Regions from separate parts of the Mus musculus genome. Here region 2 is linked to region 1. The links are chromatin contacts, called in public Hi-C maps. All regions are on one chromosome and are shown on one strand. Each heading gives the region's core, a stretch centred on a gene start, on an enhancer-like site or on the middle of the called end of the contact. The rest is flanking DNA. Distances are from core to core; before and after follow the strand shown.

What was found. A called contact is a pair of places that touch in the nucleus more often than the background predicts.
Region 2: a Hi-C map of cortical neurons shows a contact between it and region 1. The contact joins two enhancer-like sites. A contact is called at or near these places in 4 of 484 Hi-C or Micro-C datasets (cerebral cortex, cortical neurons and nephron progenitors), 1 of 115 datasets of contacts at active chromatin or transcription factors (embryonic stem cells) and 1 of 9 other capture datasets (liver).

What each region holds. Positions count from the first base shown.
Region 1 is chr11:37,150,884-37,156,801 of GRCm38.p6, forward strand. It overlaps a transcript of Tenm2 not described here. Among named protein-coding and RNA genes, the nearest start is that of Gm51890, 160 kb to the left of the region's middle. Within about 2 kb of position 3,363, at least 17 of the 459 cell types and tissues checked have an H3K27ac peak or open chromatin away from gene starts, as enhancers often do. A contact at or near this core is called in cortical neurons, where this site is marked.
Region 2 is chr11:37,218,993-37,224,600 of GRCm38.p6, forward strand. It overlaps a transcript of Tenm2 not described here. Among named protein-coding and RNA genes, the nearest start is that of Gm51890, 230 kb to the left of the region's middle. Within about 2 kb of position 3,924, at least 9 of the 459 cell types and tissues checked have an H3K27ac peak or open chromatin away from gene starts, as enhancers often do. A contact at or near this core is called in cortical neurons, where this site is marked.

The DNA of each region.
Region 1 (5,918 bases), core at 2,113-4,612:
CAGAGGACAACGCTCAAATCATTCTGAAGCTCCTGCAGGTGGTTTCTGTCTGTTGGATGATGAATTTGTGACAAACACATCAGCAAAGTATCATATGCACGTTTAGGATTACTGAAGACACCCTCATTGACCAACACTGCAAACAAGTTATGGATACACAGGCCGCAGTGGCAAGGGATGCTTAGAGCGCACTGAAAACAACGGTAACTAGAATCTCAAAATAATTAGGTTTATTCCCTACAAGCCCACTCCTGACTGAAGAAGATGCATCCTTGCCATATGAAATCATGGAATTTTTATTTGTTGTTCCTTAAGATAGCATTTCAGTTAATTTAACTCACTGCCTCACATGGAGGCATCTACAATAATCTGTCGAGTGCTGGCACAGTTTTTCTTAGAATGCATGGCTTCTATCATAACGACGCACCAAAAGCAATCAAAACACAATCATATTTTCAACATTTAAATGCAGGGTCTGTGATCCAAAGCTTATGTTCAAAGGCTTCAGGGAAAAGGGGAAAAAATTCTACAGAAGTTTTAAAAGATAGTCTGTGTAATACCAATTCATTAAGCAATTTTGAAAGGGTCAAATCTTATTTTGCTTAAGGGTTATCTGATACTGAAATTACTGGAGTTGTATAAAATATGCACTCTCTCCCTGCTCATTTTCTGAATGAATAAATATGAGGCCAATTTTATACAGAATCACTTCAACTTGAACTAATAATTGTGTACTGCATGCCTAGAATAATGTTTGTTTCACAGGGATACATAGAAAAGGAATGCAAAAGAAAGCATTAAATCAGTTGCTAATTATAATTAATTCATAGAGAGTGGATGTTCATTTGTTTTGGCTAAAATATATAAAATAGTACTCTTATGGAGGCCTAAAATGATATTAGATGACTATTAGGTCATACAAGGGCTATTTTTTTCACCGAATAATTTAAGAACACAAACTATATTTTATGAAGTATAAGTCAATATAAGCAGAAGGGACCTGTAGGCCTCACCAGAGATGCTGCAGCTTTTACTACCATGTCCGTCACTTTGAAAGCTACACATGAACCGTTTTCAGCAAATTTGAAATTATTAACAAGAATAAAATGAATTTGCCAGAAGATGATTTGCATCAGAACATTCTGGAACACCTCACTTGCTATTGAGGGACTAATAAAAATGATTTTTATTTCACCAGACAGAGATGTATGAAATGGCCATTTTTTTTTTTTTAGTGAGGACAGATGGGAAACTAGGAAATGAAAAAATAAATCTTTTTTAACTCCATGAAAATGTTGACCCTTATGTATGGCATCTTTTGCCTATCCCAGGATTATTTAAGATAGTAATTTTCATATTTACACTATGTCCGCAATTTGATAATTTAATTAAACATCACTCACTTTATCTCTGCCAGGAGCTTCTAGTTGTTCCTCATAGTGACTCACTGTTATAGTACATATTCCCACCACTTAAAGGGCAATTCTAGTGGGTTAGGAAAGGGACAAAGTTAGTAGGCTACCTGCTATGGTATCTTGAAAAGCTATTGGCCTGTGTGAAAGCATGACAGGATGGACGAACCTAAAGTAAAGACTCACTTTAGTATCTAATAGGATGCTAGAAAAGTTTAATAATGATAATAATAATAATAATAATAATAATAAGGAGGAGGAGCATGAGGAGGAGGAAGAGGGGGAGAAGAAGAAGGAAGAAGAAGAAGAAGAAGAAGAAGAAGAAGAAGAAGAAGAAGAAGAAGAAGAAGAAGAAGAAGAAGAAGAAGAAGAAGAAGAAGAAATACCAAATAACAATACGGCTTTCAGTTTACTAATGATTTGTTTTCTAAGCAAACTGTGGTAAGGGCTATTCTATAATAAATTCCACAGGAAGAAATTATAGAATTTTTCACACAAAGATTAATAGGATCAGTGGCACTGTCCAGTTTATCAACACAGACCTCCGAAGCATATATATTGGCTCTATCAGCAAACACTTTGAAATGAACAATTTACTAATAAGAGTATGTGATTCCCATCTGCACATGAGCACAAACTCCCAGGAGACTTTACTTATCAACACATTTTTCACAATTATCATATTTTACTTGCAGTTAGCAGGGGCAAAAAGAAAAGTGTGTCTCTTTAAAATATAATTAATTTCTCCCCTACTCCTCTGCACACACCTATGTGTTTGCATATGGACATGCATGCCACACATCTCTCTCTCCCTCATGCACACTGATTCAAATCAGACTATTAGAATTGGAAAGGATTTATGTAAAATATTTCAGGAAAAAAAGGGTGGAGGATGGGGCTGAGAAATCTGAAAATAATTTTTTTTCATGTATTTGCAGTATTTTGAAAAGTGAAGATCCCATATACCAAATGCTATATAGATATAATTAAGCTCTCATACGTTCTAAAGCTGTAACCATTAAGCTGATCAAGCTGTTAAAATATGAAAATAAAAGGTTATCTTTTAAAAATTTAAATACAAACAAGTACAGATTTTAAAGGTATTGCCGTCAGAATAAAGGCAATATAATAAAAACAATAAATAAAAAATAAATAAAGGCATCAATAAAAATTAGGAAAGAGCCGTTCAAAACTAATTTCAGAGTTAACACTCTCACGGAATAAGGCACTGAAGGAAGCCATGTGAGTTTGGTTCTAAGGGAGAAGCAAAAACTCGACCTGACTATTTACTGTGTTAGTCTCACCAGTGTGAACTGTACCCTTCAAAATATAAATTCTCTATTCAGAGTAAATATAACCATGCTTGAACCAAGAAACTGGCATGCTTACGTTAAAAAATAATATTTCCAGAAAAATCATTATATTAAGCAGTAAAGAAATGCCTCCATGGCTTTTGCAACCTCCCTCTAATTAATTAACAGATTGGCACAGTCTAAGAACTAAATTTATTTTCAATTAAAATAAGAAGCCCATATGTCATGATAATTTTTTTTGTTACTATTTCTAATGTGCAAAACAAAGGTTTGCTTTTAGCATTGAACATAGTAATCAAAACAAATCCCTTAATTTTCAATCACTGCAAGGATACTCAAGAGCTTTTCTACAGCAAGGTGCTACCTCAATGGCTAATCCTATTAGGAATGAGCCGTGCACTGAGACTAAATCCGCTGGGGAATTCAAGGAATCAAAGGCTTACTGCATACTCAGAAGGCAACGACTTCTGTAAAGGGCTCTATTATATGAGGAACAAAAGAATACCACTTGTGTACTTAAATATCATCTGCTTTTCCTTCCAAAATACTCCATTTTTAAGTAAAGATATGTGATTTAAATGTATTTAGAGTTGAGCTTTTGGCACTCCTCTCAGTTCTGAGTAGAAGAGCCATCTGCGGGCCCCACGGCTCGTGCATAATGACATGCTTACAAGCTGCTTCCCTTTTCTGCACAATGTACCCTTTTCACTTTAACATACATTTTCCATAAATTTTTGAATAACAAATTGGGCTGTGGAAGTTTGTTGAAATGGGACAAGGAAAATGCCCGTAGGCTAGAAAACGGCGATTTATTTATTTCTTTTTAACTGAAGGATTGGTTCTGTTGGAAACTATCCACTCCACCTACCCTGCCCTCTCCCCACCCCCATCCCTCCACCTCCCATCCCTCCACCCCCCCACCCCCCATCCTGAGCTGTGATTCTTCAAAGCTGCAGAGGAGCCATCTCTCTTCTATAGGTTAGGTCTGTACATTAACTTGGGCAAAGAGCCCACATGCCTGCTATCCATTACACCTGCTGGGTGACAAACAGATGAGAGTCACCATGCAGACTCCCAACGTTTGATCTCCTGATATCGCCAGATGTCCCCATTTACATTCAAACATAACCATGGTCATTAATGCAACTCACCCGGCTGGCATTTAATAGGGAAAAAAAAGTTGAATTCTAATCTAAAATTCTAAGTATGCAAAGCTTTCAGTGTATGAACACATAAGCTATTAAATATGTTTTGATGCGCATAACTCTATGACTGTTATTAGAACTGATTCATTGTCAGAGTGGAGACTAGCCCAGACAGAGCGGAAATTAATATATCTCTAAAGGAAAGGTACTTTCACAACACAATCTGCTTTTGAATTTGAGTTTGGGGCACAAAATGTACCTTGACATTGTCTCTTACATGGTAAGCACAGTAAGAATAATTGTGGCCTCTATGTTTAGTTAAAATATATCAATAATTAGTATACAACTAGATAAAGTCAAGGAAGACATGAGGAGAAAACCAAACCAAACCAAAACAAGAAAAATAGCAACAAAATCCTATATCCCTTTTGGAACCCAGCTTTTTTCAAGCCCAAGAACTTTGATATGAATGAAGTAAGGAATTCAACATCTCCAAGCCTGGGTCTTATGGAGCAAGCATTCCCAAGAGTGAGAACTATGTATTTTAATGATTTTAAGACCAATTTTAAAACTTCAATCTGGCAGGTCTGGGCGCTGTTTGTAAGTAAGACCACAACTTAGCAGCAAGGCTTGGGGGAGGGATAGCCTTGTTAATTTTTTCTCTGATTCTTGAACTGCTCCCAGTCTATGCCTACTTACTGCCTGGTGCTAGGCATGTAGCTTACAGGGATAAGCAAGGCATGAGTTTATTTCTAGAGAGCTGATAAGAGAATGCATACAGGAGGTGCCCAGGGTTATTACACAGAAAGGCCTAAAGGGAATGAAAAAGACTTGGCAAATACTTTACAGGGATTTCAACTATTTCCAGCTGGCAATGTTAGCATTGGAAAGGAAGAAACCACTAGGCTAGCCATTAACCTTCCCAACTTCTATGCCTATAGGGGATCCTACAAGATGTTCAAGACAGAATATTATATATTATAGTGTGAAGGAAGCTGGAATAACTGTCCTATTAAGACTCCTTTCCATTCAGATCAACTTTGACTTTCTGTTTGGGGCTGGAAGCATGTTTCTCTATAGAGACATGGTCAGTGATCAGAGTCCTTGACCCCTCCACTCTACCATGGTGACCCCATGTTCTTCATCCCACATCTTGCTTTGTGAAACTACACTTCATTGTCAAACGGCAACAACGGATAAAAGAGAGAAAACTGAATCTTTTGTCTGTCTCCCTACACCTGAGCATACACTGCTCCTATGTGGTTCATCTACTTTGAGGATCAAGAACAAACACCGTGCATTAAGCGATTACTCACTGGACATGTTGAAAGTAAACTAATGAATCAACGGCCATTATACTGGCTGTACATCTCTCTTCTGAAGTGCAAACTCTTCCTGCATCAGAACATTTCTCAGTGATGTGGCATTAGAAACTCAGACTTTACAGTATGAAACTTCCCAACCTGCAGTGAGCAGAACGGTTCAAAATTAACATTCACGTTTTGTGTGTAAGGTGTAGGTGAAGAATAAATAAACCACACGTCTAGGCTTGGGTTTCATCCACAAATTATCTCTCATATTTTCAAAATATTGCAAAGTGAAAAATAAAATATATCCTGTACTCCAAAGCTTTTCAGATGAAGGACATTTGGTCTGCAGTACAACTCGTTAATTTCATCTCTAAATAGACATGGGTGTTTCTCAGTGTATGTTCATGGATAACAGTTTAGCAAATTTCTCATTTGAAAATCACCCTGAATGATCTCTATTTCCTTTTGGCTGTGCTAGTGTCCAGGTTTTATCTACTGGGGACCAGCATTTCAGCTCAGTCCAGTAGCAATTCATTTTTATCTAAGCTCCCAATCTCCTGTTGATGCTCCTGGAATTTATAAAACACCTTCATTATCTCTCAAAAAGGGATAGAAATCCAAATCTTATTCAAATCTTATACTCCATACCGAAGAATAATAGTAACAAAACAAAATATCTACAAAGTGGGGAAGAAATGCCAGAAGGATTTGTTTGAAAGTCAACAGTCAACTTAACAG
Region 2 (5,608 bases), core at 2,674-5,173, 69 kb after region 1:
AATAAACATCCTCAACCATGTGCTAAATTGAACTTATCATGTATTTAACTGGTTTGTCTCATGTATTTCTTGCCATAATAGAAAGCCAGTACATACCCCTGCTAAGAAGTACGGAAGAAAGTACTTATAAAATTCTTAAAATGTTAGTCCAAAGCATATCATTGGTTCTTGTTGATACCTGTTATATACTCATACTAAAAGGAGTTTGGTTATCTCTGCATCTTAGTGCTAAGTGAAATTGCAGAACACATTCTCATTTTCCCCAGCCACATGCATGTACAGATACCATGCTTGCTTCTGGATCAGCTATAAGTCAAGTGTTTTCCTTCTGGGAAAGATGTACCCAGAATATGGGGACTAAGGATTAGCATGAATGACTTAAATGAAGACTAAAATTACCAATATATACCTTGGAAATTCAGAATGAATGACAAATAATTCACAAGTAACTATGGGTATATGTATATTTTCAGAAGTTATATGTGTATTTTCAGAAGGGTAGAGGAAGCTAGTTCAGCTTGCACACATATATCAAAGAAATAATGGAAAGTTCAAGTCACAACCAAAGCCATCTTCTTTGTACCTCTGTCTCCTTCCTAACTCAGAGGATAACATCTGTTCTATAAAAGAGCCAACTTTAGGAGCAGCAACATTTCACCCAAGTAAACAATCTCTCTCTGCTTTCTATACCCTCTCCTACATCCAGTTTAACACCAAAAGGCAACTCAAACACAATAGCATCTTAAAATACAGGATGAGGAGGATAAGGGTTTGTCACATTGCCTTTGAACCACAAGTCATACATTTGATGAATGGTAGCAAAGCTTTTCTGTCAATGCCCAATTCACACTTTATTTTCTCAACTCATATACATCCCCAATGTCCTAGGAAAAAAAAATTGAATGAGCATGTATGAAATATAATCATACTTTATTTGTAGACAAAGAATGTTTTAACACAATTATCAAGTGTCATGGAATATTATTTTGATTATTTTCAAGTATTCAAAGCTATTTTCTAAAAAATTATTCATAATCATATAAAAATAGATATGAGGTCAATTCTGGCCCACAGGGTGGCCTTTATGCTAAACTAAAATATAAAGCATTAAGATACCAACTCCAGAATTGAACTAATTGTAATTGATGGGATCCTATTTTCTAAGACATGATTATTTTTGAAACTGCAAAGTAGGAAGAAGAATGGAATGTTCAAAATCCAATCCAAAGCCTATTCATTGGATCACAACTTCCCACCTCAGAGGGAAGTGATTTCCTCATTTGTGAAATAGAGAATGAAACAATAAACTTACAGAATATATCATGAAATCAAGAACACCAATTTAAATCAGTCACACACCATACAGTCCCCACTACACACAGATACATATATATACATACATATATATTTTACACACACACGTACCACATTTCTCTGTGTGTGTATGTATATGATATATATATATATACACACATATACACATTATATATATGAGATAAATATACACATATATATGTATATGTACATAGAGAGAGAGAGATAAATGTGGGGTGTGTGTGTGTGTGTGTGTATGTTATAAGACACTCTTTTTCATGTCCTCAAAGGAAAAGGACAACATATTGAATTCACAAAACATAAGTTTTTCTAACACAAACCATATCTGTGCAAGACAAAGGAACTGAACCACTGGCAGTTGAATGAGACTCGTCTATCTTTTTTGTCTATTCACAAGTTAAGTGTCTGAAGCAGTTAAATGACTTTTTAAAAAACAGGAGCATCATTATTTTGATAAGCCTCAGAATAAATGCAAGTACCTTCCCTGTAGGATCAATATGACCAAGAGTTTCAAGATTCAAGTTCTTTAGGGTGTTGCTACAAATTGACAGTCGGTCTCTTAGCACTTGACTTGACATGAGACACAGTGAAAGACACGCAGACCTTAGAGTGGAGAGGATCATTGCAAACAGCTCCACACTGGCCAGACAAGCATGGTGGCTCAAGAAGGCAAGCCCGCTCATGCACAAGTCAATTGTGAATTACTCTCTCTAAATTAGCTCCACAGCTCTGGTTTCTAGTACTTGGAGTACCCTTCAAATCACTCATTGTGTGTGTGTGCAGGGAGAATAGACGCCTGCTTTCCCCACAAACACATACCTTCTGGCTAGCTGCCATGTCAACTTATGGAGACATGCAGATCTAAAAGGACCACTTCTGGAACTCTATCAGAAAAATGTCACGTCAAGAGCTTGGCATTAGGAGCCGCCGGCAGGTACTCAGACATATCTAATTCCAGGCCTGAGATCTATGAAGGAGGTTTATAAAATAACTCAGTTTGGAAACAGCCTAAAGTTCTCGGTCCCCTTTCCCCCAACATCAGGAATCAGAGAAATTATGTCACAATGTATTTATTTAGAAAAGAAATAAAGGCCTCTTGCTTTTAAGAAAAATAAAGGAAGTTAAGGAATAGCCTATACAATTAGCCCCTTCCTTAAGATATCAAGGAAGCCTAGAATCTGGCACTAGATACAAGTTACAAAAATTCTATTTCACTACCTCTCCAACATCAGATATTCTACTTTTATCTAGTCAATTTTTATCTAATCAATGTAGCTGCAGATTTAGATGTGGAAGTGAATGAAAAATGCAGCTGAAAGCTGATATTATAAGTTACAGCAACAACCCATTCTCCTGGAGACAAGGCATTAAAGTATAATGTATATGTTTCTCTCACACATATATACACACATGCACATGCACATATTTGTACAGGAGACAGGCAAGTAAACAGAGGGAACAGAAGTCAACCTTGATATACAAGTGTCGTACATAAATTCACAGAGGCATAGAAACAAGGAAAAGAACACACCATCATCATAGAGAGATGACTCTTGTCCCTTCTGTCCTTAGAAGCATACTTCCTGAGCCTGGATCATTGGGAAATTCCTGCATTCCTATTTTACAGATACCCTTGGGAAAATGGGTCAATCATTTTATCATCAGGTTAAATGTTATCACCTGGCATAGGCTCGCAGCTCTGTACCTGTCTTCACAACTCTCCTGGTTCGGGCCAAGTTCCCTGGCTTGACATTTATAACCATGGCTAAATCCTAAAGAGGGCTTAAGAGAAAGATGAATTTACTCTTCTGTTCTCCCCATTCTCAGTCTCTCTCCAGTTCCCCCCCCCCCCATGAGTCATGGTTGGCCATCTACAAGAACAAAATATCTAACTGAAAAATAGTGTCTTCCAACGGCAGCATCTGTCTCCCTGGCAGGCTCTACTGACAGTTGGGGTCTGGCTCTGGAGCTGTTCCTTCTAGAAGCTCTGTGGGGCTGAGCTATTAGTGGGCTCTTGTCTTCCTAGGTGCTGTTTCCTACTGGTTCCTCCCATTTGGAAAGAGGGACTTGTATATATTTATCCTTCTGAGAATCTGCTATTGTGTAAATATCTCCAATTGAGACCCCCGTGGGAGGCCACACAGGACACAGGAGCTTCTGCAGTTCTCTTCCCGCAGAACATCCATCAAATAGCTTAGCAATTCCCAAGGGTCTGCTCCTGGGTATTATATAAGCAGTTTCTCCTTCAGAAAAAGAAAAGAGATGCTTGGAGACACTGAAATAAAAATGCCCACAGCTCTCTCAGGGAATTTCAAAATAGCAAGTTTCTTAAATACCAAGGAAAGTACCTGGTTCTTCTCCAAACCCAAAGATAGCCTGTGGTAGATGGTGAACTAGATGTTGGAATGGGGGAGGGGAAGGAGACATAGGGGACCATGAATGACACTAGGGAAATATATACACTATACCAAGTTTTTCAGCAAGCTACAGCCGAGGAAGTTCTGTCACTTTGGAAATTTAGTGAAAAGTATTTAGATAAAGCCATTCTGTTTGGAGAGTACCTCAGGTGGGGGCATGTTTGCAGAGCTATGGTATTCTAGGCATGGCACATCTGTCTTGTTCTAATTTGGAGCCTAAAATACTTCTGTCAGGCTCTCCCTCTCCTTCAAAATTTCTTCTCAAATTTTCTTGTCTTTCCAAACAATGACTCAAGCCTCAGAACCCCTGGAAGCTCTGGATTCTTACAAAAATTAGAGAGCATCCTCTGTTTTCAAGTCCCCTTACAGTGTTGAAGAAAGCAGGGAGCGGCCAGGGAGGGGGGCTTGAGGTGCATTTGAAAGGCTCCTCATTTGAAAGCCAGAAAACACATGGCACACCTCTGACAAAGAAATGAAAGTCTTTGGGATCAATTATCAATAACCTTCTCGTGGAAAGTAAAAGTCGCTGAAAGTCCCCTAAAGACCTAAAGCATTTAAGAGAATCCAGTAGTTCCTTGGATTCACTGTTTTCTAAGAATAAACACAGAGAAAAGGATTAAACCTTCAAAGATCTCACTTATGTAAGTCAGACAACAACACAAAGTAGACAGTGGAAGGATTAATCTAAAACAAAATTGGGAAGTGAGGATTTTGCACAGAACTGCTCTCTGCCTAGATTGCTTTTGTTTACAATAAGAAGTAGAATTTGGACCTATTATCCATTCCTTCTTATGTTTTCCTTGTGAATTGAGATTGTTAAAATAGCATTGCAATTATCTTTCATCTATGTGATGATTTATTTAGAATATGAACTCCCTTTTTACATTATTAAAGTCATAATATTTCAATGTTCTCTTAAATAGTCAAAATATAATATTAAAATATGGAACAAATATTTATTTCACCACTTCTTCACAAAGCAATCTGATTATTCTTTGATAATAAATATCACATATATATGACATATCATATACATATATACACATTTTATTTTAAATATTTAAAGTTTTTTTCCCCAGCTTTAAAGGTCATATTTAGAGTAGACCCAACTATGAATATGAATGAGTTGGAGGCTATGCCTAAAGCTGATGCCTTTTCAAGTAAAAAAGGACTTACTAATAGTTCCATTTGTTTTCCATTAAAAATCTCCTCATTGTGTTCCTAGCAATCCACATGGCAGTATCTGAGCCTGCTTGGACAAAGCATTTGCTTTGTGTGTATCAGATGCAAAATTTACTTAAATTCCAGATAATTGCAAGTGCATCTGCTAGGCTTTGTCCCTGGTCTATATGAACATTTCCACAGTGTATACAAAGAGCAATTACCCAACAACTAAAGAAAAAGAAACAGTGATTTCTGAAAATTATAGCCAGCTCCTTTATCAAGGAGTAAGTTTGTGCTAAAAGAATGCAACCCCAAAACACTTTTTTACGAATGCTTTCAATCACCACACATACATTATCTACAAAGAACAAAAAGCGAGCTTTTCAACTGTTAAATTACTAGGTATGAAACAAGGATAGCTACAATTTTAAATAAAATCATCTCATAAAACACTAAAGTTTCTCCTGGAAGAGGAGGGGGCACAAAAAAAAATTCCCCAACAACACAAATATTCTATTTAAAGCAATTTGATGCAATGGTAAATGGTCTCATTCCCTGTTCTTGATAAAAAAAATGTTGCAAAAATAGTAACTTACCCTATTTCTCATCAGATTCGAGTTTTCTAATCTGAAATAATAGTCCAGAGAATTGAGAATATCTAAACAGAAAAATTGAAAATAAAATAGAAAAGT